Regions from separate parts of the Mus musculus genome. Here all the other regions are linked to region 1. Evidence: chromatin contacts called from public promoter capture Hi-C data. All regions are on one chromosome and are shown on one strand. The core of a region is the stretch at or near the end of the contact, and the rest is flanking DNA. Distances in the headings are between cores, read along the strand shown. Region 1 holds the start of Rps5 (ribosomal protein S5). Region 2 holds the start of Cnot3 (CCR4-NOT transcription complex, subunit 3). Region 3 holds the start of Ppp1r12c (protein phosphatase 1, regulatory subunit 12C). Region 4 holds the start of Ube2s (ubiquitin-conjugating enzyme E2S). Region 5 holds the start of Kmt5c (lysine methyltransferase 5C). Region 6 holds the start of Brsk1 (BR serine/threonine kinase 1). Region 7 holds the start of Ndufa3 (NADH:ubiquinone oxidoreductase subunit A3).

Region 1 (3,771 bases), core at 966-3,465:
CTTCTTAGACCCCATGTACACATGCTTTACTTACGGGGAAAAATTTTTTTTAAAGAATTTTAAGGGTGCTGATTGTAACGATGCATTCCTTTAATCACAACTCTAGAGAGCCAGAGTCAGGCAGATCAATGAGTTCAAGGTCAGCCTGGTCTAAAGAGCAATTTGAAAGCCAGCCATGACTACATAATCGGACTTTGTCTCAAAATACTAATAACAATGCTATTGGTTTTGGTTGGGAGTTTGTTTGTTTGTTTTTGTTTGTGGTAGAATCTTATGTAGCCCAAACTGGTCATAAACTCACTATGGAGTGGAAGGTGGCCCCGAACTTCTGGTCCTCCTGCTTCCAGCTCCCAAATGCTGGTAAGCAAACTTAATTTTATCTGTGCAAATCAATTTCTGCAGCATTTCTCTTTTTTTTTTTTTTTTTTTTTTTTTTTTTTTGGGTTTTCGAGACAGGGTTTCTCTGTGTAGCCCTGGCTGTCCTGGAACTCACTCTGTAGACCAGGCTGGCCTCGAACTCAGAAATCCGCCTGTCTCTGCCTCCCATGTGCTGGGATTAAAGACGTGCACCACCACTGCCCGGCTACAGCATTTCTCTTAACCTATGGCCCATATTCAGGAGCCCCTCATCTGCCCTCTGTCACCTAGTAGGTAATACGGAGTCTATAAAAACATCCATTATCAATCACTGTAGTGCAATGTCAGCTTTCAAAGATAAGTAGGGTGATACCCCCAACAACAACGATAAAATTAGGTAAGATTCCCGAAATCCCAGTTTTCCCTCCCTCCACACACACAAGGTATGAACTGAGATATAGAGAAGAAAACGGGGTGAGAATCTCTCTTCTCTCTCTCTCCCTCCCTCTTTCCTCTTCTCTCCTCTCCCCTCCCTTCTCTCCTTATGTTTGTTGACACCTTTCCTCTCTTCTCTTCTCTCTCTCTCCCTCCCTCCCTCTTTCCTCTTCTCTCCTCTCCCTTCCCTTCTCTCCTTATGTTTGTTGACACCTTTCCTCTCTTCTCTCTTCTCTTCTCTCTCCCTCCCTCCCTCCCTCTTTCCTCTTCTCTCCTCTCCCTTCCCTTCTCTCCTTATGTTTGTTGACACCTTTCCTCTCTTCTCTCTTCTCTTCTCTCTCCCTCCCTCCCTCCCTCTTTCCTCTTCTCTCCTCTCCCCTCCCTTCTCTCCTTATGTTTGTTGACACCTTTCCTCTCTTCTCTCTCTTCTCTTCTCTCTCCCTCCCTCCCTCTTTCCTCTTCTCTCCCTCCTCTCCTTATGTTTGCTGACACCTTTCCTCTCTTCTCTCTCTTCTCTTCTCTCTCCCTCCCTCCCTCCCTCCCTCCCTCTTTCCTCTTCTCTCCTCTCCCCTCCCTCCTCTCCTTATGTTTCATCCCAGCAGTTGGGAGGAGCAGAGGCAGATGAATCAGCCTGGTCTAAAGAGCGAGTTCCTGGACAGCCGGTGCTACAAGGAGAAACCCTGTCTCCAAAACAAACAAACAAACAAACCCACCCCTGGGGGTGAACCTGCTGGCAAGGTCTCTCCCTTATTAGTACCAAATCACTGGGATCTCAGATAAGTAAGTCACCTAGGAGATCCCCGGGCTGCCAACCCCTCCAGGACTCCCCTCTATGTATCCCTCCCCGGGGAGGTTCACGAATGGCGGTCGGAATCTACTGTCCGCGATTGAACCTGAGGAAAAAAAGCCCAGACAAGCGTGGCCAGAGTGATTAAAAAGGAAGTGATCCCATACCGGAAGCCTGGGACCCGCCGAGCATGGCTTGCGGGAGGGGAGAGGGTGGGGCCCGTGCTTGTGAACCCGGATCGGTGGTAACCACAGGACCCGACTCCATTATTTTGGTGAGAAAATGTGAGCCGAGCTGGTTGCCCTAGCTAAGAATCCACCGTCCATGGTTCCTGGGTTTTGCAGCCTAATTACGGAGAGCGTGGACTGGACGTCAGCACTACTTAGATATGGCGGCGTCGGTCTCACCAAAGTTTCTGCGCATGTGCGCCGACTCAGAAGCCTAGCTAGTACTTCAGAGGTCCGCCAGAAGACGGGCGTGGCGCTGTTTCTAAAAGTGCGCATGCTTTACCCGGCTCAAAGGGCGCCTCTCATCCTAGCGCTTGATTGGTTGGTGAGCACGCTGTTTTCATCTGCGCGTGCGTCTCTACCTCTGACCCGGAAGTTTTCGCTTTGCATAAAAGCGCTAGTCCGCTGCGCGCGGCCTCTTCCTGTCTGTATCAGGGCGGCGCGTGGTCCACGCCGAGCGACTGAGAAGCCCAGTCTGCGCCCTCAGGTGAGGCTGCGGAGGGACACGGAGTTCAGAAGAGGTGACCATGAGTGTTCTAAGGCACATCTGGGGGGCCGGAGGCCGAACCTGAAGCCTGGGCGTGACCGCTTGGATCTCACCGTTTCTCTGCGAAAAAGGGTGCCTAGGGAAACTCGGCACGGGCCGAGTTAGTCTTCGCCTCTTGTTTGCACTGTTTTGACTTCATACTTTGCACACACGGGACTCCAGGGAAATCACTTGGGTCATATACCATAAACATAAATCTAGGTTTGCTTAGTTTTGTGATGACTCTTTTGCTCAGTACACGTTCTAAGTGCACAACGGAAATCTGATGGGAGCTGATGAGTATACGGCTTCATGAACCATCATACTGTGGTCCATGTACCAGCTGATTAGCGGGGTGACTGCCGAGTTACTTTAGAATCCTGAGTGGTTTTCCTGGGTTTGGAGAGCTGTTCAAAGCTTTCTGGGTCTCCCCTTCATGTCCCAGTTTGCCACAAAGTGAGAGTTCGTCTGAAGAGTTTGGGGTCAGAGTGACTGCTCCAGCATGTCTAGGCAGTAACGGTTTCTTGCCATTCTCCTGTCCCCAGGATGACTGAGTGGGAAGCAGCCACACCAGCGGTGGCAGAGACCCCTGACATCAAGCTCTTTGGGAAATGGAGCACTGATGACGTGCAGATCAACGATATTTCTCTGCAGGTAAAAGGAACTTAATGATTGTTCTTTGTGATGATTTTTTTAATTGAGACCAGGTGTGGATGAGCTTCTAGTTCAGAAAAGGGCATAAAACAACCAGTGGATGTACAAGACAGGTAGAAGAGCAATAACTGGACAGCTACACCCACGCCTAATACAAACTGGCACTAAAAGATGTTAGAGTGTGGTTTTTATCCCGTATTTTTCTAATCGTGTGTCTCTTGAGACAGAGTCAGGGTCTTGCTGTGTAGCCCTTGCTGGCTGCCTGGAGCTCTTTGAGATCTTGCCTCTGTCTCCCATGTGCCACTACACCTGACTTGATGTCCCCTTTCGTTTGTATATTCAGTTAGTGGGTATCAATTGAAAAGATGGCTTTAGTCAACTGAACCATGTTGGCACCCTTGTCAAAAGCAGTTGGTAAGCTGCTATCAGCCTACAGCAAGAGGAATTTGAGTATGAGACCAGTTGGTGCTATGAATGTTCCCTGCTGCCCTCCCCTGAAAAATGTCAGTTGGCTATGGGTACTGTTATGGCTAAGTTAGTATGGGAGCTATTTGCTTTGCCCTCATAACCCATTTTGAGGTAATCTCATATAGCTGAGACTGGCCTGAAACCCTGTCTAGTGGAAAAAGCTAATATCTGCATTCTGTCCCGAGTGCTGGGATTGAAGGTATATATCACCATTCCAAGTTTATCCCACTACTTGACATTGAACCCAGGGCTTTTTACAAAGCAAGCACCCTACCAACTCAGCTATATCTTTCGGCCCAGTTGTCTATTTTGTTCAA
Region 2 (3,848 bases), core at 208-2,707, 9.3 Mb before region 1:
ACATAAATGTGTGAGCTTAAGTGCACCAGCAGATGCCAGCTGAAAGAGTCAGATCTGGAACTGAAGTTACAAGCATGCAAGCCACCCTGTGGGAACTGGTCCTCTGCAGGAAAATGTTCTTAACTGCTGAGCCATCTTTCCAGCCGAAGAATATGCCTTTTTATAAGCCATTTTTTCTCTCTTGCTTCATGCCATTCTGATGCGGTGAAATGCACGTGCACGTTCTCTTCAAGTGTGGATTTATCTTCTTTTCCTCCACATAGTAGGCAGAGATAGATCGAGTTTCCCCAATTCATGAAAACGTGGTGCTCACGTTTGCAACCTAGTCAGCAAAGGGCTATGGAGTGCTTCATGGGTACTAAACAACGAGAAATCCAGAGAGTGAGACTCAAGTATGTGTAAAAACGGCAGGAATCAAACAAAATTAAACCAGAGGCTCACCTAAGCACTCGGCAAGGGTGGTCGGAGAAGTTTACTCCTTAAGAAGCATAGCAGAACTCTAGTGAGTAGTCATTACAGATGTAACCGAGGTAGGGCAAAGCGCAGTTTCCTCTACAGCTGGAGTCCTTGCAACTCCAGGGAAGGTCCCAGTCTGCTAACTTAACCAGAGAAACGTCAGTCCCACGCCTTGTGTTTCTCAGTCGCTTCTGCAATGTTCCTGATTCCTTCTTTCTTTCTTTCATCCTTTAGAAAGCACTGAGTTTTAGAGATATACCAAGCAAACGCGCTTGGGGAATAACTACGAGGATCAGATAACAGCCTAGACAGGCAAAGGAAGGATGCTCCGACAACCACACCTGTCGGCAGGTTAATAGCTACCCTATTGGCTAACCGAGGGAAGGGGCGGGGTGTTTGTCTAGCTCCTCCCCTTAGGGCTGGCGGCTCTTTTGATTGGTAGATGACTTGGGTTTACTATCCCCAACCCTCTGGCACCTCTCCGTCTCCCACTAGATAAGCTTCCTTTAACACTCACACGCTATGCTTTTTGTCGTTTTCCTCTACCCACATTCATAGCTAACCAATGAGTTCAGGGTAGAATACACCTCGCAACCAATTACAGCTGCCTTTAAACTTGACGAGTAACTTCCCGCCCCTCACCCTGACTCCTCCCCGCTGCCAATTGATTTAGGGTAAGGGGGCGGACACATCCAATCAGCACGACACAGGCTTCCTGATTGACACCCAGGTCCTCGCGCTGGCGTGTTGTGCTCCGAGGAGGGGAGGAGGAGGAGGAGCTGGGAAGAAATACCCGAGCCAATCCAAGCAAGCTGAGCGGGAGGCCAATCGAACGCCGCGCCTTGCCGAGATCAGCCAATCATAATGAAGAGGTTGGCCTCATTCTCGCTAGGAACCAATGGGGCGCGCCTAACGGCGCAGAGCGACGTACTGCGGGAGCAATGACGGACCTATATTCGGGGCTCGGGGGCGGGCCGGCGCCAGAGAGGAGAAGAGAGGAGGGGAGGCCTCCGCCGCCGCCATCTTGGACCGGGCCCGTTCAGCTTCCGTGGAGCCGTCGGCAGCCGCTGCCGGGCCTTTCCTTGATCCCTGAATCCCCTACTCGGTCGTCTAGAACAATCCCGGGCCCACTTCCTCTATCAACAACCCAACCCTACTTCCGGCTTTCGCGCCCTCTTATCGCGATAGCGCCCGGGCTCGGGGCGCGAGGAAAGAGGAAAAAAAAAAAAAAAAAAGGCGGCGGGCGGGCGCTCGCCTCTCTCTCCCCCCTCCTCGCCTGTCGCGATACGCTCCGCAGCGGCGGCGCCAGCTCCTGCGGTGAGCGTCAGGTTCGACTGGGCCGGACCCCTTTCCCTCTTCCCTCAGCTCCATCGGCCGACTTCTTGCTCCGCGACCCTGCTGCCTGTCGCGACACGGCCTCAGCTCCCGCCGGGCCCAAGCCGCGCGCTCGGGCCCAGCTTCGGCTCGGGCGGGCGGGGACCCTCTCCTCTCTCTGTCCTCCCGCGTCCGGACTCCCGCGTGGCAGAGCGCCGGCCCCGGGTGCGAGGTGCCCGTCCTCCTCCGCGTCTGGCTGGGCTTGGAGCGGTGGGCGCGCTGCGGGCCGCGGAGGGGTCTTTCTGCTCTGGGCGCGGGGCCCACTCCTGCAGTCATGCCTTCCCCGGGAGCTCCATTCGGGAGCGTTGCCTCAGTGCACCCGAAAGCTCCAGCTTGTTGGTGTCTTGATAGGGGGAAGCCTCTTTGGAAGAGATGGATCTTGTGGAGGAAAAAGTCCCCAAGACCCGAGGGTGCAGTTAACGTTGTGAGTTGGAGCCTAAGCCAAAGTTTCCACCTAGTCCTTACAGCTCTAGCAGTGAAGTCTCCTAGAGGTCCCTTTCCACCAATCTTCTTTTTAAGGAAGCATGGGGTTTGTGAGTGTGTGTGTGTGTGTGTGTGTGTGTGTGTGTGTGTTTTGTTTTAACACTCCCTCCCCAAACCTTGGATTCAGGACTGTACCGTATTGCTCACTTCCTGGCTTCACATCTTTTGCATCTTTGAGGTGGGGTATCAGTGGACTCTAGCTTTGGGGATGCAGGCTCCACTACGATGCACGGTCTGCCTCGGTGGGTGAAGCTTCCTAAGTGGTTAGGTATTGCTGTGTGTGGTGAGGACCGCTTAGCTTTTCTTTCTAGATCTGGGTCGGTGGAATGCGAGCTCCCATGCTTTCAGTTGTTGGTGCTCTTCTGTTGGGACAGTTGAAGCACTTCTAAACAGCTGTATCTCGGTTCCGGGACTGTCATCCCTCTTAGGATTAGCTTTCTGTTCTTTTGGCTAGGGGCTTCCTCACCGTCTCCCTTCCCCGGTCATCACCTGGACTGCCATCTCTCTGTATTTCCATTCTCATCTGCCCAGCCTATGTGGATATGTGATCTTTTATAATTGAAATCCACTGGGTGAAAGCGTTTCAGAGGTAGAATGGTCCATCTCACCCAACTGGCACCCTGTAGGACTGCTAGCTCTCCTCACCGGAGTCTTCTGCTGTGTAAGGGGTAGCCTTTCTCCCTGCAGTTGTGTTGTCTTTGTCGGGTAGGTGTTGTCACCTGCCAGGTAAAGTCCCTGCCTTCTTTGCTATTGGCATCATCCCCTTTCTTGCGTTTGAGATGGCCACACCACCTATGTACCCAGTGTGAGGCTAGGATACTCTTGGGTGTGGGTGCCCCTGGCTAGTGTGACTCCTCCTTTGTGGTTTTTCTGTGAAGTTATGGTTTCTTGTTCTGTGTCTGAGACCTGGGTGAGAGACCACTGTGGTCACTTTGCTTGGGACTAAAGAGCATAAGGGGTGACTTTTCAAGGTGTCAGTTTCTCCTTACCTTGGTTTTTGGGCCTCTCTAGGGGAAACAGTTACTTCTAAGCAGGGTCTACTTTATTTACCTCAGAGAATCTTCCTGTGGCAGTGCCAGCATCCTCTCCACTAGGTTCAAGTTCCACTTTGAGTGCTGCTTGCCACCATCCCTGGCTTCAGTGTGAGCCCTCTTAGCCCTGTGCTATGCTCCAAGATGCTTCTGTGGTCACTTAGCAGTACCAGGCTTCAAAATTAAGGTTGTACCCCTTCATCAGGTCTCTGAATGATGGCTTGGCACCTGTGGTGAGAAGTTCTATAGATTGTTCTGTTGTTGGCTCCTATTTTGAGTACTTGATTTGAGGATTTGCTACAGCTGTGGACAGATGATCCTAATGATTTTGCTTCCACAGACGCCCAGCTTCCTCCATGCTGTTTGAGACCCTTCACCATCTATACATGTATTCTGTGTGAAGGTGTTTGCTTACCTCACAAGGGCCCTGTAGTGATGGCCTCCTCGAGCAGGACCTGGGAAGTGGGATGGGCAGTCTTCTGTGGTGGCACCTCTACTTTGAGG
Region 3 (3,572 bases), core at 709-3,208, 8.4 Mb before region 1:
CCAATCACCTTGCTTCCACTTTCCAAGCCCCTGGTTTCCTGAGCTCTAAGTACCCACTCTACCACCCAAGCTACATCGCAGCCCAGGACGGATGGATTCTGGGTGTTTTTTCTCTACCTGCAAGTGTGAAAATTGAACCTGTCAAATACCCTCGCTCTGTTTCCCATCTCCACAGGCAGCAGGCGTCCCTTCCAGGATCCCCTCTGTTCCCACCAGTAACTGAACTACGGGATCCTAGCAAGAAGAGAGGACAACCCAGGAGATGGAAGTTGCCATGAAAGAAGCTGCCCACCAGAAGACTGACATTGGACCAACACTGAGACCAGGAGGGAGAACTGGGATGTAGGCTCTTGTGTGACTTATCTTGTTCTCGGTCATCCTAACTGAATAAAAGCATCCTGAATCCAGAAGAACCCAAGCAACAACACAAGATGGTCCTGACTCTCGGGCACAGAGCACTGGAAAAAAATAATGTGTGGAATAGGTTCTAGAATCCTGGGAGGTGATAGGGTGGAAATCTAGGAGAGAGGGCACACTTTTTGAAGAAGGACGTTGGTTGCCTAAATAAAGTCTAGGAGATGAACCAACAATAGGTGAAGTGGCCATGTAATTCCAGAAATAAGAAGGGCAGAGAAGGGCCTGGCATGGTGGCGCACGCCTTTAATCCCTGCACTGGGGAGGCAGAGGCAGAGGCAGAGGCAGGCGGATTTCTTAGTTGGAGGCCAGTCTGGTCTACAGTGAGTTCCCAGCCAGGGCTATACAGAGAAACCCTGTCTCGAAAAAAAGAAGAAGAAGGAGGAGGAGGAGGAGGAGGAGGGCAGAGACATAAGGACCTGCATTTGAGGATGGCCTGGGCTACATAGCAAGACCTTGTCTAAAGGAAAAACAACAAAACAAAAGGAAAAGTGGTCCAGCTCCTCGAAGAGCAAATGCCTACAAGTTTCCAGGAAGGCAAACAATGTAAACAGAGAAAGAGAGTTGAGGAGAAACTTCTATAAGAGGTGACAAGCTCCCCAAATTGGGGGGGGGGGGGATGAATTGATAATGTAATTAAGGACATGGGATTGTAGGTAAGAGAAAAGATTAAAAAAAAAAAAAAAAGCAAAGGATGACGCGACAGAGGAAATGCCTTTTCAAGGAAACAACGTGGTACACTGTCCTGAGGCCACAACGTACAGCACAAGTCACGGGAAGAAGAGGAAGGCACAAACAGGATGGACCTTCAAAGAAGTGACACTGAAGGACCTGGGCCTAAAGAGGGTCAAGTCAGAGTGCAGGAGAACGAAACCACAGGCCTGGGTCAGGAAAGACTTCAGCACAGTCAAACAAGTACCAGCTAGGAAAGGAGGAACCCGGCCAGCATAGGCACGGAAGTAAGCGATGCTGCAAAAAATGCACGGGAGAGAGATGACAGCACGAATGACAGAGAAGAGGCGGCCACAGAGCAGGCGGGATCCTCAGCGATGGCACAGTCGAGGGGAGGTGGATCAGGGCCGAGGAGGGAGGATGCCCGAGTGGCGAAGACGCGGGGCGGGGGCGCTGACCTGGTGCAGGGCGCTGATGCCATCCGCGTTGGTGGAGTCGAGCACGGCACGGGCAGGCGGAGGGACGGCGGGGTCGGACGCAGCGCCGGAGCCGGGACCGGGATCCGCTGCGCGCAGCATCAGGCGAGCCTCGTCCAGATCGCCCCCCGCGCAGGCCGCCAGGAACTCAGCGGCGCGCTCGAAGCGGACCGTGCGGGCTCGCCGCTCCCCGGGGCCCGGGTCGGCGCCCGCCCGAGCCCCCCACTGCCGCAGCTGCTCCTGCCGCCGCTCACGGGCGGCCGCAGCAGCCGCCGCCGCCCCCGGGCCCGCTGCCGGACCATCCTCGCCGGACATCGCGCCGGCCGCTCGCCCGCCTACTAAGCGAGCGAGCGAGCACCGGGCGACGAACAGCCGCCACCCGCCCGCCCCGGGGGCCGCCGGGAACCGCCGCGCGACAAGCACCGCCCAGAAGCTCGCCCAGCCCCCGCTCGGTATATTGACGTCACGGCGCCGACCCAAAGCCCTCTGGGTAACCGAGTCCCGCCTGAGACTTGCGTAGCTATCGCTGGGGGCAAGGGCCTAAAAAGAAGCCCCTCGTAGCGAGCTGGGAAGTGGAGTTTCTCCCCATTGAGGAGCCTTGCATAACTTGAGCAGATAGGTTAGAGAATGAGGCAGCCGGCAGGCCGGCAGAAGTGCTGGGAAATGGGTTCTACAAGCGGAAGTCTTCGCTAGACTCGCTATATATCCTGAGGCACGTTTAGAAATCCGGAGCTGGAAGGGGTCGAACGAAAAACTCAAAAGGCACGCCCTCAATCCCAGCACTTGGGAGGCAGTGAGTTCGAGGCCAGTCTGGTCTGATCCTGGTCCTGAGTTCCAGGACAGCCAGAGCTACACAGAGAAACCCTCTCTCGAAAAAACAAGCAAAAAGAGAACTGCCTAAAGGAGGACATGTCCCTAGGGAGTGCTGGGAATCTGGGTAGAGCGGCCGGACAGGCTACTGGGGCATGCTGGGAAATGTAGTGTACTTTGTAAAGTGACTACCCCAAGGCGCATGGGAAATGATAGCGGATAGCGGATCCTGAGAGATAGAAATAAATTTTGCATACTTTTTACGATTTGTTTTGAGATAGGATGGCGCTCGAACTCATTAATAATGCCCTTGAACTTCTGATCTTCCTGTCTCCATCTCCTAATTGCTGGGATTACAGGAGTCTGTTTGTTTGTGTGTGTGTGTGTGTGGGGGGGGGGTTATTTTTGTTTTGAGACAGGGTCTCAGTATGTAGCCCTGCCTGGTTTGAAGCTCACTATGCAGACAGAATGGCCTCGAACTCACAAAACTCCGCCTCCTCCTGCCTCTGGAGTGATGAAATTAAAGGAGTGCCACCATGCCGTACTTGTTTTGGTTTTGAATCTGTCCCTCTCCCATCGGCTATAAGTAAACTCGATTTGTTTTCTTTGAGACCCTCTTAGTCCTAATGACTAGAACTAAGCCTGAGAGTAGGCAATAAAAAATATTTCGAATGAATGAATGAATGGGCTCCCTAAGGCATCAGGTAGACCAAGGGCCGACGGGAAATTGAGTTCTCAAACAAGATTAAAGCTTGTCACCGCCAAACTCATCTTTTAACATGGCGATAAAGTTCCCGAGCAAAGTTCAAGGAAATCAGATAACATAGGGCAAGCTGGGAAATGTAGTCTCAAGGCCACGCCTCCAAAGGGTTCAGCTCCAGACTTCCAAATATGTCTCAGAATGCAAGGTACCTAAGAAGTCAGTTTCCAGACCAAGAACGAGCCCACGTTTTCTAGTGGTAATAATTCCCTGAGCATACCAGAAAGAGGGCCCTCAAACATGACCAAAATAACCACATACTTTTCTTCAGCCCACCTGGGGCTGCAAAAGACACTAGGAATTATAATTCAGATTGTATCATGCTCTCTGGGCCTGATTTTGTTGTTCGGTTCTTTTTTTTCCTCCCCCCACCCCCTTTCGCTCCGGCCCTGCTCTCTCCAGCCCATAGGTTTTTTGTTTGTTTGTGTTTTGTTTTTGTT
Region 4 (3,542 bases), core at 17-2,516, 8.1 Mb before region 1:
CTCTTCAAGACAGGGTTTCTCTGTGTAGCCCTGACTGTCCTGGAACTCACTCTGTAGACCAGGTTGGCCTCGAACTCAGAAATTCGCCTGTCTCTGCCTCCCGAGTGCTGGGATTAAAGGCGTGCACCACCACGCCCAGCTACACTTTCTATTTCTGCTTCACTTATATGCATCCTCACGTCTCTGGAAAGTAACACTTGACAGCCTTAATGCAAGCCTAAGCAAAAGGCCACATTTTGTCATAAGCACCTGAGAGGCTGAATCCTATTTGTCCCACAGCCACAAGACAGAAGAAATCTGGTCAAGTGGCCCCTCCCTTCCGTGCTCACACTCACCAGGGCCCTCGATGGTAACCTGCAGGTCTGTGAGATCCTCCTCATTGGGGAAGACTTTAATGCCATCAGGTGGGTCTGCCGTCAGTGTTGTCACCTCCTTGTACACTAGGCGGATGATGTGGGGCGGCAGATTCTCCACATTGGAGTTCTAGGCACGGAGGGAAAAGGAGAGTGAGCAGCCTGAAATAGCTAGGATTAAGGTGGGTGGATACCAGAATCCAGACTTTAGAGGTCCGAGGTTGTCAATCACTGCCTGTCAACTGGACCTAAGATGCTTCTGGCTTTTGCCCCATGGCTGACCGGGACGGTGTCTCAGAAAAAGCTTCTACGTGGCTCAGCGTACCCGAACCTACCCAAAGCGCTCGTTAAGACGCGCATGGGTCCACTACTGGTTCCAGGTGGGCCTGAGGCCTAGCCGGAGCCCTTCCCCTACTTAGGCTTGAAACAACCCCATCAACCGCCGCCCCCCCACACACACCAAAAAGAAAAAGGCTGGACGAAATGGCGGCGGGATGTCTTGCTCCTTAAAACACCCATGGGCGGGCCGCAAGGCGCCCAAAGCCCTCCCCAAGGTTCCGAGGGCTGCCTGGGCTCCCGCACCGTTTGTTGAAAGGCCCTGGGGCCGACTCCTGGCTCCGGACGTTCAGCCATGCCACCAAAGCACTCAGAAGCTGGCCAGAAAACACTTGGGACGCCGCAGTCGCCTCCTCTGCCCGAGTCCCCAACGGCCCCTCGGGCCTCCCGCGTCACTCACCATGACTTCAGCCGGCCGGGGGCGGGTCCCCCCGGCCCCCTTCCTGCACTCCTCGGACCGCCGGCCGGGGCGGGGGGCCCAACTGCCGGCCGCTGTGGCCCTAGCGAGGCCCCCGAGGCCCCACTCCGCTCCCACTAATTCCGACGTCCGCTACGAAACGCTCACAACGTTACGTCTGCTCCTCGGTAGAACCGGCCGCGCGCCCAACACCGCACTTTTATAGCTACTCGCAGGCCCCGCCCCCTCACGGCACGTCTCGACCGCGTACGTCAACGCGCACGTTGCTGGGCGGTCAACGCTCTTTTCTCTGTTCTTGTCAGAATAGTAGCAGAAGTTCGAACCCAGTTTGTGAGGAGTGCTATCACAATGAGGGCTCACGCCGGCTGAGGAGTTGACCTGGGAGAACCAAGCGGCTAAAAACCTAGAGCAGAGAGAAAGGGGGCGCCCGCCGAGGCGACGTGGCCGCTGATTGGACCGTTTGAATGAGACGCCGCCACGACTTGGGGTGCGCGCGCGCGCTCCGGCCTGGAGAAAGACGCGCACGCGACTAACGGTTAGGCAGGGGAAGGGGCGGAGCGAGGGAAGACAGGACTGGAGGGGTTAAAGGGATGACGGAAGGGGCCTTGACCAATAAACAGGGGCGGTCGTGATCTGGACTTGTGGGGCAGGTAGGAATTGAAAGCTACTAATGGGAAGCCAGCTCAGTGTGATAGACTCCAACCTCGACCAATGAAATGTCTCAATTTCTTTTGTGTATGCAAATGTTACGCTGGGAGTCTGGCGACCTCACCTGGAAGCCATGGAAGGGCGGAAGTGTGGACATAATTTGTCTATGGGGCTCCATTTTGTTCTGCGCTCCTGTTATGTGTTAGGAAGCCCTCAAAATCAGGTTGGTTGACTCCGAGGGCTTGGACTTCCTGATCCTCTAGAGTATGACTTGTGACTTTTGCCACCATTGTTTCTGTAGGGGTGCCAGAGGAAGAAGTCAGGGAAGTCTCACGTCCTTATTGAGAGCTTTGTGACTGACCTCCAGACCCCATAGACTTCTGTTAACTTTTTGAGAGACAGAATTTCATTACTGGCCTGGAACTCCTTTTTCCCCCGGGGTCGGGGGTTGTTGTTTTGGCTTTTCTTTTTTTAGATTTATTTATTGTTTTATGTAAGTACACTGTAGCTGTTTTCAGATGGTTGTGAACCACCATGTGGTTGCTGGGATTTGAATTCAGGGCCTTCGGAAGAGCAGTCGATGATCTTAACCGCTGAGCCATCTCTTCAGCCCTTGTTTTGGCTTTTCAAGCCAGGGTTTTTCTGTGCAGGCCTGGCTGACCTTCCTGAAACTCGAGCTATAGACCAGGCTGGCCTGAACTCACAGAGATCACCTGCCTCTACTTCCTGAATACTGAGATTAAAAGTGTATGCCACCATACCCTGGCCTCGTTCCTTTTATATCCATCCTCTAGCCTATGGGATAGTGCTGCCCACATTTAGGTCATCTCTTCCCTCACCCATAATTAACCTCCTGGTCCTGTCCTTACATATACTCCCAGAGGCTCTTACTAACCATGAAGTGTTAATCCAGTTATGACAGCATGGCAGAGATCTAGAGAGAATTAAACTATCTGCAGTAATCCCATGCTGGGGAGAGAACAGACTGAAGCTTTGACTGCAGAGGAGTAGGACCTCATCTCCCAGGAAGAGATTTCACAGTTCTGACAACCTGTCTCATAGCTAAATCTGCATAAGCACATTTCTTGAGTCTTGTTTCATGTTTTCTGTAAAATTGTAGCTTTGCTAGAGGGAAAGCAGAAAGAAACAACCCTCTTCCCTGACAAGATCTGGCTATAGTTCTTAGGAAACTCATTTTCTTCACCAATTCTTTTTATTTATTTATTTTTATTTTATTTTATTTTATTTATTTATTTATTTATTTATTTTTTCCGAGACAGGGTTTCTCTGTGTAGCCCTGGCTGTCCTGGAACTCACTTTGTAGACCAGGCTGGCCTCGAACTCAGAAATCTGCCTGCGTCTGCCTCCCAAGTGCTGGGATTAAAGGCGTGCACCACCACGCCCGGCTCACCAATTCTTTTTAATTTATTTATTTTGAACATATAAATGTTTTGCCTGTATATATGTAGGTTCACAGTATGTATACCTGGTGCTCAGGGAGTTTAGAAGGGAGTATCAGATCCTCTGGAACTGGAATAACTGGTGGTTTGAACCACCATGAGGGTACTGGGAACTGAACTCAGGTCCTCTGTAAGAGCAACAAGTGCTCTTAACCACCAAGCTATTTGTTCTATTTGAGAACAGTATCCAAGAATGGAGTCATGTCAGGAGGATTTTGAGTGCTTGTGAGACAAGAGTCTTGTGACCTCTGTTTCGTCGAAACATGGAATTGTTCTTGGACTGTGTTTTGTACTCCTGTGCTCCTCCAAGATGTAGCAGCTAGGAGT
Region 5 (3,579 bases), core at 46-2,545, 8.2 Mb before region 1:
ATGTTGCAGCAGCACATATACTAAAATTGCAGCGATACAGTGAAGATTTGCATGGCTCCTGTGCAAGGATGACGAGCAAATTCATGCCTGATCTACATGGTGAGTTCTAGGACAGTCAAAGCTCATGTCTCAAAAGAGAAGCTACTATGATTTAATCAATTGTGTGTGTGTGTGTGTGTGTGTGTGTGTGTGTGTGCGTGCGCGCGCGCGCGCGCGCGCCTTGGCATGAATGTGGAGGTCAAGGACAACCTTCAGGAGTCGGTGCTTTCTTTCCATTATGCGGATCCTGGCTATGAGACTTGTGGGCAGGTGCTTTTACACACTGGGCCATTTCAATGTCCCATCTCACTTCAATCGGTTGTTCCTTCAGTCTGTAGTAACAAAACATTCTGTGCTGTAGGCATTATCCTAACCCACCAAATAGATAACTCAGGAAAGACAAAAACAAAAGTAAGCTTACTTGTTTGGACGTAATTATGATATCCTGCTAATTATACTTGCAGGATTGAAGAGGTGGGTAATCTTAATTAAGGGGTTTCCCCAGGGGAGTGCCCCATGAATCAGAGCTTGTCTTCTAAGTCCCAACTTCTCAGCGTCGTCTCTTTCTGAACTGTTCACAGGCAGGACAAGAAAACTTCACAGAGTTCTTGTAGGTACAATTTTCCAAAGATAAGGAATACTGGGAAAGAGAAAAGATCTTCTTGCTAAGCAGGGTTGGCACTGAAGTTTTGTTGCCATGGCAACCAATGGTCTCCTGGGGCCGGGAGCGCGATGGCGCGTGTGTGCATTCACCTCTTTCCTTCCTGGTTCGCTCAGGGATTTTGCCCCACTTCAAGCTGAAAGAAAGAGAATAGAGCTCCGGATTTAGGGTGATGGGCGGAGGCCTTAACGAATGGAAGCGTGGTCCTGTCCAAGGCCAACCAATAATATACGAAGTTTGTCTCTGACAGAGCCCTCCCTCTTTTCACTTGGACCTGAATAACCTGACCCAAACAGAGTTTCTGTTGGAGCGACGGCTCTTTAAGCCAATGAAAGCACTGATTTGGGACAGTGCAGAAGAAGAGGCGGGACAGATTTTTATGGCAACGCCTGAATGACAGCGACCCGAGCCATTGGCTGTAGTTCGCTGGATTTATTGACAGAGTGGGCGTGGAGGGGTTTTGTCAGGGCACCGACTGGGGCCAGAAGAGGCGGGAAAAAGAGAGCAATGAGAGTCAGCCAATAAGAACAGCGCGAGTTTCATAGCAACGGAAGAGTGACGGCGGGTTGGGCCAAAGGAAGGTTAAGCTGTTTGTTACGCCGGCCGAGGGGAGGCGCGGCGGCTGTGTCGGACGAGAGCCGGAGGAGGCGGTGGGTGGAGGTGGCGGCTGCAACGCGGGTTCCTGAGGAGAAGGAGGAGGAGAAGCGGGTGAGGGGCGGCGCGGGGCCCGACCTCTGAGCCCCCTCTTGGCCCCCGCCCCGCGCCGCCCGGCCTCCCAGTCACCCCCTGAACCGGCTGTCCCCGGGCCCTTCCTCGAACCTTGCGGTCCAAGTCTCCAGCCCCGCGGATCTACGCGCTCCTCACTCGTACCCTTCCCTGCACCCTTGGAGCCCATGCAGACTCCTCTCTCACTCTCAGGACTTTCCTTGCACCTTAGGAGTCGCTCCTTGCCCCACCAGGGCCCATCCCCACCACCTTTTCCTGCATCGTAACCTACCTACCCTGTCACACTCAGGGCACTTCCTGACTCCTGTCTCACTATCCTGGTCTCTGAGGCCCTTCCTCTGACTCTCTGTTTCCCCAGCCCCCTTCTGCAACCTTCCCAGGCTTTAGTTAGCTACTTAGCGCCCTCAATTCCCTCCTCGAACCCGTAGGATCTTTCAGGTTTCCATCACTTCAAATCCCCCAGGATTCCCTCAAACCCTGCTTGGAACCGCTAAGCCCTTCCCTTGGACCCCAGGCATATCTACCCTTTGGATTTCGTGGGCTCCTCCCTTGCAACCTCAGGTGCCTTCTTCCCCCCACCCCCGCCAATCCTGACTTCCCTCCATCTTTCTCTCCCCTTTCTCTCCCTTCACATCATACTCCCTACACCTCACTTTGTCTTTTCCCAGCTTCCAGGCTTTTTTTCTAAGCACCCTCTTCATTTAACCCAGACCGTTTTTTTTCCAGATCTTTCTCCCAGAGTGGCGGAGTGTGTCTTGCCACACTCTGCCTTCTTGCTCTCTCCCAAAGCGCAGAATTGTCAGACACACCACAGTGAGGGTACTGGGTAACCTGGCCCTCCATTTTATTTGATTTGGTTTTCTGAATCTATTTTTTTCCCCTCTTTGCCTCCGACCCTTTGTTTTGACTTGTTCCTCCTCTCCTTTCTGTTCCTCCCTTCTTCCTGTTTTTTGTCCTCTGGCGGGCTTCCCTTTTGCTGGAGTCCTCGGAGAGGCATTAGGGACTGGATCCTTCTTCCCCTAATGGCTGCCTGGGCTCCACCCACAACCTTTTGACCACTCCCCAGAGGAGGGTGACCTTGGAGGGAGGTGCTGAGGACGGGAGAATCAGCCTAGCAGGGGGTCAGCAAAGGCAGGCCAGAAGCTCCTATGGAGTTCCTTTTCCCCTTTCCCTTGATGAGAGCCCAGCTATCCCAACTCCCTCCTGCCATGCTAAGCCTTTGGAGTTATCTCAGGCAGTTAATTAATCTTCCTTCCGCCTGGGTACACAGGGACCTGTCTCTTACATGTGCACTTGGCAAAGTGGTCTTTGTGTGTGCTGACATTCGAGAAAGTGTCCATGTCCTGGGAAGGTAGTGTATGTGATTGGGGGACATGCATCTGTTTTGCAAGAGGGGAGGAAATACTTACTGCACAGGAGACTATTTTTCTTAAGGTTTCCTCACTCGAAAGTACCTGTTGGGTGTCATTCTTACATAGAGTCCCATGAAGTCAATATTGATTACCCCCGTGCTCTCCTGCAGATAAGCAGGCTCTGGGGCCCACAGACACCCCATGCAGCGCCTGAGCGGCACATCCATGCTCTGTGCCAGAGCAGCATGGTTTTTAAAGCACCATGGGGCCTGATCGAGTGACAGCCCGAGAACTGTGCGAGAATGATGACCTGGCCACCAGCCTTGTTCTTGACCCCTACCTCGGCTTCCGCACCCATAAGATGAATGTCAGGTGAGGGGGAACTTGGGGGTCCTGGGTCCTGGACCCTTTCTCTTATGTTTTTACAATTCTCAGCCTGGTCTCCCTGAAGCTTCGGGTGGGGGCCAGGAGGCCTGGAAGTCCCTGGAACCCAGGCATACCCTTTCTCCCAGTCCTGTGCCCACCTTGCGACGACAACACCACCTTCGTTCAGCACTGGAAGCTTTCCTAAGGCAACGGGACCTGGAGGCTGCATTCCGGGCCCTGACGCTAGGAGGCTGGATGGCCCACTACTTCCAGAGCCGTGCCCCTCGGCAGGAGGCTGCTCTCAAGACCCACGTGAGGGAGCCCATGCCCCAGCCTGCCCTGCACAGTGCTCTCTCCATCTAGCTGGCAGATTCTAGATCTCTCAGGAGAGTAGCCCCCAGGCCCAAGACTGCCTTGCTGCTGGGGACAGCCTGC
Region 6 (3,530 bases), core at 47-2,546, 8.2 Mb before region 1:
GATCCCCGGAAACCAGATGGAGTTACATACAGCCATGAACTACTGTATAGATGCTGAGAATGCAAATCCCCAGTCCCTGGGAAGCAGCCTACTCTTCCTAACTGCTGAATCATCTCTCCAGGACTGTAATTTCACACTTGAGAGACAGAAGCAGGAGGATCAGAAGTTCAAGGTCATCTTCAGCCACATAGTTTGAGGTCAGCTGGACTTTGTCTTAAAAAAAAAAAAAAACAAGAGCAGAACGTGGAGCCCTGATAACGGTGGGAACATAGAATTAGCCCAAGGAGTACACAGTGTTGACCTTAGAGGACATAGAGAAATAGATCACACTTAGGTCTCCAACTCCCCAAAGTCCTTCCCTTTTCTATCTTTGTCTCTTTTATCCTCTGCCACCACCACCACCCACACACACACTCCACAGTCTGTTCCCATCTAAGCCCAGCATCATTCCCTCCTGTGAATATATGGACCCTTGACAGTCCTTATTTCTCTTTGTCCCCCTCGCTCTACATCTTCCTTTGCATTTCTATCTCCTCATCCCTGTCTGTTGTTTGTCTCCTATCCCTGTCTGCCCCTTTCAGCTCTTTTTTGAGGGGGTGGGTTGAGGGGGCGTTCTCACGTAGTCTAGGCTGTCCTCAAACACACTTTATAGCTATAATGGCCTTGAACTCTTAATTCTCCCCGCTCCGTTATTACCTCCTTCACTCCTCCACCCTGTCTCTGATATTCTGCATCTTCCCATCTACTAATGTATGTCAGACTTCTCTTTGTGTCTTCATCTCTGCTTGTCTAATACTGGTTCTGTATCTCTCTCCATCCTTCCCTCCATCCTTTCAGGCATCCCTCTCTCCTGCAGCATCCTTCTCCTCCAGCATCCCTCCACCCATCCATACATCCCAGCATCTTCCCACCTCCTCCCCGTCCGTCCAGCTTCCAGGCCCGCCCCCTGCCACTCCCCCTCCCCCTCCGAAAGGGTTAACTGTGGGGAAGGGCCGGGAGTCCCCGGATGGTGATGTCAGCGTGCCGGAGAGAAAGGACGAGGTGGCGGGGGGAGGCGGAGAGGAGGAGGAGGCGGAGGAGAGAGGGCGCGTGGGGGGGCGGGGGGGATCTCGGCCTGCAGCATCCGCCGGCCCCACACTTCAGACCCCCCCTGCAGGGGGAGGCACAGGAAGGGGGGGGCCGGCCAGGGACGGGCTGGGGAGGGGGGGCCGCGCAGCCCCCCCCGCCATGCTGATTCCAGGGGCCTGACCCCCCCGGCAGCCCCCCCTCCCCCAGCTCTGCGGCCCACCGACTGGGGGGGCCAGCCCAGCCCCCTGGGGACCCCCGGAGAAGTGGGGAGCAACCGGGGGGGCCGGGACGGAGGTGTCGCCGGCCCCCACCGGAGGAACGGGGCGACGGGCCGCAGGGGGGGCGGCCGGGGGACCGGTCGGGCCGGGACCAAGGGCACCATGTCGTCCGGGTCCAAGGAAGGTGGCGGGGGCTCCCCCGCCTACCACCTCCCACACCCACACCCACACCCACCCCAGCACGCCCAATATGTGGGCCCCTATCGCCTGGAGAAGACGCTGGGCAAAGGACAGACAGGTGAGAACCTAAGCGGACACCTGGGGCGGGGGCGGGGTGCTGGAAGGGGCAGAGGGCGGGACCATGGATATTTAAAGGGCAGACCCCTGGGTCCCTCGTAGAAAAGGGGCTTGGGTCCTGAGTTCCAAGTGCCCACGGTGTACGGAGTAGAGTCTGACGTTGGGGCCTTGAGATGGCAGGGGTCTGAGACTTGTGGGTTCCAGGGAGAAGTAGGGGTCTGGACTACTGTGGCTCAAATAACCCTATTGGGGCAGATATTGGAGGGGCTTCAGGAAGCTGTGGGGAAGTAGGCCCATTACGGGTGTGGGACCTGGGCTGATTCTGCAAGCTGAGGCAGGCGGGTGCTGCAGTACAGCCGCAGGCAGGGTGGAGGTGCAGGCTGGGTGGAGGTGCATCCATCCCGAGAGAGGCTGCTATCCTGTCCCTCTTATGCTCAAAAGCGGTCACTTGCGCTCCGTGCAGCAAGCTGGAGCCCTAGGGTGTGAGGTCGACTACATTCTCTCCATTCTGCAGTGTGGAAATAGAATGGAGAGGTGGACTGTAGAAAGCTAAGCTCCCAGCCAGAAGTGGCCCTGGAAAGCAGAGTTATCTTTGATTGATGCTAAAGGCTGAGTGTGGCCACAACCATCTTCTTCTAGGCAGGGGATCGAGGTGAACTGAGGGATGACCTCCAGTGTTCTGGGCTGTGGGTTCTGGGTCCCTATGAAGTTGAGTTCCAGGCCTGAGATAGGAAAGGGAGGTCAGACCTTTATATCCTGGTAGTAAGAGTGTGACGTGCTGTTGACCTCAATTCTTGAACTTTGGAAGGAGAAGGGGCCATGTACCTGCACTGCTGGGCCTGAGGGACGAGGGCTGGGGCCAAGACTACTGGGTCTAAGGACGGAGGGGTAAGATCTGGGTTCCTGGGACTGAGAAGAGGCACCTTCCATAGCTGAGCTCTGGATCTGAGGAGTGGTCAGGGAATACGCATGCTTTCTGACCATGACAGCTTTTTTTTTTTTTTTTTTTTTTTTGGTTTTTCGAGACAGGGTTTCTCTGTGTAGCCTTGGCTGTCTTGGAACTCACTTTGTATGGGGAGGCTTGGGAAAGAAGAAAAATTGAGAGTGTGTTTTGTAAGATTATAGGGCTTCTGAAATCTGAAAAGAAAGATGAAGTTGGGCAGACATACCAGAAGGCCAGAGAGTCAGAATAAAAGGCCAGGAGAGGCTGGTGGAGGGGATCGGCAAAGGGCAGACAGTCAGAAGGACTAAAAGTGGGCAACGTGCATAGGAAAGAGTTGTGTTTTGTAGGCATGGCAGCTGTTGGCTACCAGTTCAAATGCAGAAATTCGGGATAGAAGAAATGGGTAACCAAGCTGGGAGTGAGGATGGGGGTGTGTTGACAACTTGAGAGCTAGGGTGAACTCCAGAACACCCCATATTTTAAATCCGATCTCCAGGTCTAGTTAAACTTGGAGTCCACTGCATCACGGGTCAGAAGGTCGCTGTCAAGATCGTGAACAGGGAGAAGCTGTCGGAATCGGTGCTGATGAAGGTGGGTGTTTGTGTGTGTGTGTGTGTGTGTGTGTGTGTGTGTGTGTGTGTGTGTAGCGAGAGTGTCCTTTGGCGCAGAAGGAAAGGCGGGAGGTGATGCTGACCCTTTCTCTTGTATCCCTGGCCCCTCAGGTGGAGAGGGAAATCGCCATCCTGAAGCTCATTGAACACCCGCACGTGCTCAAGCTCCACGACGTCTACGAGAACAAGAAATATTTGTAGGTATTTATAGACACCCGGCCCCTCCGTCCTCCCTCTCCATGGTGTAGACACCGCTCCAGAAACAGGACACAAGCTTCCGGGCTAGCGATGTAACTCGGTTGCTAGAGTGCTCCTGTGGAATGCAGGAGGCCCTGAGTCCAGCCCCCAGCACTGCATAAGCCTGTGGCAGCCCTCAAGGATCATCCCAGCTCT
Region 7 (3,936 bases), core at 34-2,533, 9.3 Mb before region 1:
CCGTGGAGCTGAGGAAAAGGTTGACCCTGCCTTTTTCACTCTGAGGAAATGAAGCAACACCAGAAAGCCATGTGAGAGTCCTGTTTAGGGAACAGAGGAGTCAGGTGGAGGCTCCTGGGTAACTGTGTCATAGTTTCATTGTCTTGGAAAAAGTTGCAAGATGGAACAGTCATAGCCTCTGGTGTTCTTTAATTTAACTTAAAAGTTGGGGAGGAGGGCTGAGGACGTTGTCGCTAAGTAGAAGACCACTTGCCCAGAGTAGCCTCAGCACTGAGGAGAGAAAGGAAAGGGGCAGGTGGGAGGAAGAAAAATGGAAAAGAGGAAAAAAACAACAACAACAACAAAAAAAACAAAACAAAAAGGTAGAAAGGGAAAAAGAAGCTTGCTGTACAATATGTACTATGCCGGTAACAAGAGAAGGCTCAGACTCCATTACTGCTCTCACTGTCCAGTCCAGATATGTTAATTTTTTTAAGTGATGTGCATTATCTTAGAGGCTCAGGCTTGTAATCTCACCAGCTTGAGAAACCAAGGCAGGAGGCTGTCAAGTTCAAAGATTGCAGGGCCAACTTGAGCCATTTAATGCCCTGTCTCAAAATAAAAAGTAATGAAAGGGCTGAAAAATGTGGCTCAACAATAAAAGATATGCCTAAAATCCACCAGCAGGGACCTGGGATAGTAGAATCTATCAGCAAGTGGACGGAGGAGTGGCTCAATCGGAGATGGGTAGCCTAGCCTGTCCTGGTTTCAGTTTTCAGCACTAAGGGGCAGATGGAGGGAAAAGCCATGATCTGCATGCTAGTAACACAAAGCACAGGCAGTCCTTAATATATTTGGGATTAATTTAGAATTTCCAGAATGAGCTTATGTCTAGATGTGATCTCAATGTAAAGCTGACTTTTTTTTTTTTAAGGTTTATTTATGAGTACACTGTTGCAGTCTTCAGACACACCAGAAGAGGGCGTCAGATCCCATTGCAGATGGTTGTCAGTCACCATGTGGTTACTGGAAATTAAACCTTTGGAAGAGCAGACAGAGCTCTGAGCCATCTCTCCAGCCCAAAGCTGACTTTATTACAGGAGAACGTTATGTTACTTCTCCGATGCATTTGCTGAGTTATAAACTATAAGAAAATGGTGAGGCCAGCAGGTGTTCAAGGTGGTTTAAATCTTTCAGTCCTCTTAAGCCTCACTCCAGAACTACAACTCCCGAAAGGGTCCACGTCCTCGCCCAAGGGGCGGGGCCTCACGCAAGGAGAAGGACCACAACTCCCAGAGAGCTCCGCTCCTTGTCGCCGCCAAGAACAAGATGGCCGGGAGTAAGTACAGGTTTGGAGCTCGCGGGGATCAAGTAGTTCCAGGAAACTGTGGGCTGATCCGTGGCTGAGTCTCAGTGGAGCCTTGGGGACCGGTAATCCGTCCCAGAATAGGGGCGCGGCAGTCACGAGGGTGCAGAGCAGGGGTGATACGAGAGTGTTAGAGGTCACCGCAGTAGTCCCCAAGGGTGACTGTCTTCTCACCTCTCTAGGAATCTCTGCCTTCCTCAAGAATGCCTGGGCGAAGGAGCCGGTGCTGGTGGTGTCCTTCTCTGTCTGGGGCCTCGGTGAGTGCCCCCTTCCCCGGCGCGAAAGTGCATCCTCCACCCGGAAGTCATCAGCATTCCACGGCACAGTTTCATCTCGCATCCCCTTGCCAGCCATATCCTGACATTACTGTCGCTCTTCCCTCACCACACACAAGAGGTGCACATTCAACTCAGTTTGACTCTGTAGGCAGAACTCCTCGGCGAAGTCTGACTTATGCAAATCTCTCAGCAAGCCTCCCACCTTGCAGTGGGACAGGGTTACTCACAGTTCTGATGCATTGAAGCCCGGGAGATGGAGGTGACCTGTTAAATTTTCATTCTGAAAGTCTGGGGTGAGGCCTTGGATTTGGCAGCCATCACAGTACCAAAATTGTCAGTATTGCTGGCCTGGAGTGTGACAGAGAAGTTCTAAAACCCACCACCAGCTATCTACCACCCTGACTTTCAAAGACCTAGAATGCTCTAATGTATGTGGTTTTAATTGATTATATGTTGAAATAGTGATTTAATGTATACTTGGTTCGTTCTTAAAGTTAAAATTACATTTTTTAAGGTGTGTGTGTGTGTGTGTGTGTGTGTGTGTGTGTGTGTTGGCTACCAGTTGGGTTTGGGGGGTCGGAGGACAACTTACTGGAGTCAGTGCTCATTCTGAGTTCCAGTGAGCAGGTAATTTTAACTATTGAGCTCTCTCACCACACTAAGGTTAAAAACTTCCTTGAACTGACTTCTTCTGAATCTTTTCAGTTTTCTTTTTTATAGAGGATACAAATCACTTAGCTCAAGTGGGCCTCAAACTCACAGCAGTCTGCCTTGGGTTCTTATGTGTTGATATCACACGCCTGAGCCACCATCCCTGCATATCTTTATTTTATTTTATTTTAATTATTATTATTATTATTTGGTTTTTCGAGACAGGGTTTCTCTGTGTAGCCCTGGCTGTCCTGGAACTCACTCTGTAGCCCAGGATGGCCTCGAACTCAGAAATCCACCTCTGCCTTCCAAGTGCTGGGATTAAAGGCATGCGCCACCACTGCCCGGCACGTATCTTTTCTTAAAAATGTGTGTGCGCCTCTGGAGGCAAGAAGAGGACGTAGGTTCTTTTTCCTTTGGAGTGGGAGATATTAGGCATTTATGAGCTGCCTGACATGGCTGCTGCGGATTGAACTCAAGTCTTCTGGACGACTAGAAAGTACTCTCCTTACCTGAAGAGCCATCTCCCAGCCCCCTCAGCTTTTACACACTATGTTATCTGTGTTTCTGTATCCACATATGTGGGAGTGCTCACAAAAGCCAGATACGTTTGTTGGATGCTGTGGAACTGGAGTCAAAAGGTGCTAGGAGCCAAACTCTGCAAAGCAGCAAGTGTTCTTAATTGCTGAGCCATCTCTAGCCCCTTAACATGTGTAGTTTAAGATGTGAAATTAACATGTGGTTATTAACTTGTATCAGCAACACTAACCTGATACATTCCTTTCATGGCTATAGCCCACATGGGCTAATCTAAAGGCTATCTATCGTGACCAGTCTTTGGACCTCATGTGTTCCTGAGTGCTTGTCTCCAACCTCTATGCTATTCTCCACTCTCAGGATTTACACTGACCCAGGTTAAGTGGGGATGGTTGAGTGCTGAGGACCCACCAAAGGGCCCTACTGGTTGTGCTGGCCTTTTCTCGCTCCCTTTTGCCAGGGCTTTTTCTACCCTTTCCCCACCCCTGGAGAGCTACTTCATCCTGGGGTCTTTTGTCTTTCTCCACAGCTATAATTATGCCCATGATTAGCCCCTACACCAAGTATGCTAGCATGATCAACAAGGCCACACCCTACAACTACCCAGGTGAGCAGGGACCTGTGTTGGGGGGAGGGCCAGACATCTGTGTAGGAGAGTCCTTAATGCATTGAAATGTTCTTTGTCCACGCTTTTTTTTTTCCTTTCCTTTTCTTTTCTTTTCTTTTTTCTTTTCTTTTGAGATAGGGTTTCTCTGTGTAGCCCTGGCTGTCCTGTAACTCACTTAGTAGACCAGGCTGGCCTTGAACTCAGAAATCCACCTGCCTCTGCCTCCCAAGTGCTGGGATTGAAGGGGTGCACCACCACCGCCCAGTTTGTCCACACTTTTAAGTTACCCTAACATGCTCTCTCCAGATTTCTGTTCATCTCCCAGTTCCTTTCTCTCTGTTGGAGAGATCTCCCTCACTTCCCTGTGTCTTTGCGTCTGTTGAATCTCTGGCCCTCACTTTCCTTTTTCCCTGGAATACAGACACAAACCAGCTGTTTTCTCCAGGACTCTGGAGAGCTGCTGCTCTCAGTGGCGCATCCTTCTGTTTTGCAGTGCCTGTGAGAGATGACGGGAACAT

Evidence for each region. Promoter capture Hi-C pulls out the DNA fragments that hold promoters and counts their contacts.
Region 2: a contact with region 1 is called in a promoter capture Hi-C map of second pharyngeal arch cranial neural crest. The contact joins the promoter of Cnot3 here to the promoter of Rps5 in region 1. A contact is called at or near these places in 5 of 39 promoter capture datasets (cranial neural crest, frontonasal cranial neural crest, maxillary cranial neural crest and 2 more).
Region 3: a contact with region 1 is called in a promoter capture Hi-C map of second pharyngeal arch cranial neural crest. The contact joins the promoter of Ppp1r12c here to the promoter of Rps5 in region 1. A contact is called at or near these places in 3 of 39 promoter capture datasets (cranial neural crest, pre-B cells and second pharyngeal arch cranial neural crest).
Region 4: a promoter capture Hi-C map of pre-B cells shows a contact between it and region 1. The contact joins the promoter of Ube2s here to the promoter of Rps5 in region 1. A contact is called at or near these places in 3 of 39 promoter capture datasets (cranial neural crest, maxillary cranial neural crest and pre-B cells).
Region 5: a contact with region 1 is called in a promoter capture Hi-C map of pre-B cells. The contact joins the promoter of Kmt5c here to the promoter of Rps5 in region 1. A contact is called at or near these places in 2 of 39 promoter capture datasets (cranial neural crest and pre-B cells).
Region 6: a contact with region 1 is called in a promoter capture Hi-C map of second pharyngeal arch cranial neural crest. The contact joins the promoter of Brsk1 here to the promoter of Rps5 in region 1. A contact is called at or near these places in 2 of 39 promoter capture datasets (cranial neural crest and second pharyngeal arch cranial neural crest) and 1 of 9 other capture datasets (pancreatic islet).
Region 7: a contact with region 1 is called in a promoter capture Hi-C map of cranial neural crest. The contact joins the promoter of Ndufa3 here to the promoter of Rps5 in region 1. A contact is called at or near these places in 1 of 39 promoter capture datasets (cranial neural crest) and 1 of 484 Hi-C or Micro-C datasets (B cells).

The regions. Positions count from the first base shown.
Region 1 is chr7:12,920,096-12,923,866 of GRCm38.p6, forward strand. It overlaps Rps5 (ribosomal protein S5), which reads left to right and starts at 2,216. Exons shown (of 6, transcript NM_009095.2): 1 at 2,216-2,293; 2 at 2,878-2,986. The coding sequence starts at 2,879.
Region 2 is chr7:3,643,812-3,647,659 of GRCm38.p6, forward strand. It overlaps Cnot3 (CCR4-NOT transcription complex, subunit 3), which reads left to right and starts at 1,458. Exons shown (of 18, transcript NM_146176.3): 1 at 1,458-1,773. Gm15927 (a long non-coding RNA gene) reads right to left here and starts at 534. Exons shown (of 6, transcript XR_003946711.1): 1 at 442-534; 2 at 3-358.
Region 3 is chr7:4,499,722-4,503,293 of GRCm38.p6, forward strand. Ppp1r12c (protein phosphatase 1, regulatory subunit 12C) reads right to left here and starts at 1,959. Exons shown (of 22, transcript NM_029834.3): 1 at 1,545-1,959. The coding sequence starts at 1,877.
Region 4 is chr7:4,811,074-4,814,615 of GRCm38.p6, forward strand. Ube2s (ubiquitin-conjugating enzyme E2S) reads right to left here and starts at 1,267. Exons shown (of 4, transcript NM_133777.2): 1 at 1,090-1,267; 2 at 336-483. The coding sequence starts at 1,092.
Region 5 is chr7:4,738,832-4,742,410 of GRCm38.p6, forward strand. Kmt5c (lysine methyltransferase 5C) reads left to right here and starts at 1,296. Exons shown (of 9, transcript NM_146177.2): 1 at 1,296-1,408; 2 at 2,949-3,150; 3 at 3,291-3,456. The coding sequence starts at 3,041. Gm24537 (a small nuclear RNA gene) reads left to right here and starts at 1; the gene lies at 1-102. Gm42369 (a long non-coding RNA gene) reads right to left here and starts at 1,249. Exons shown (of 2, transcript XR_881802.3): 1 at 461-1,249; 2 at 159-371.
Region 6 is chr7:4,689,632-4,693,161 of GRCm38.p6, forward strand. Brsk1 (BR serine/threonine kinase 1) reads left to right here and starts at 1,297. Exons shown (of 19, transcript NM_001003920.3): 1 at 1,297-1,584; 2 at 3,023-3,117; 3 at 3,249-3,334. The coding sequence starts at 1,449.
Region 7 is chr7:3,616,090-3,620,025 of GRCm38.p6, forward strand. Ndufa3 (NADH:ubiquinone oxidoreductase subunit A3) reads left to right here and starts at 1,284. Exons shown (of 4, transcript NM_025348.3): 1 at 1,284-1,318; 2 at 1,528-1,602; 3 at 3,341-3,418; 4 at 3,912-3,936. The coding sequence starts at 1,309. It overlaps Oscar (osteoclast associated receptor), which reads right to left and starts at 68. Exons shown (of 5, transcript NM_001290377.1): 1 at 1-68.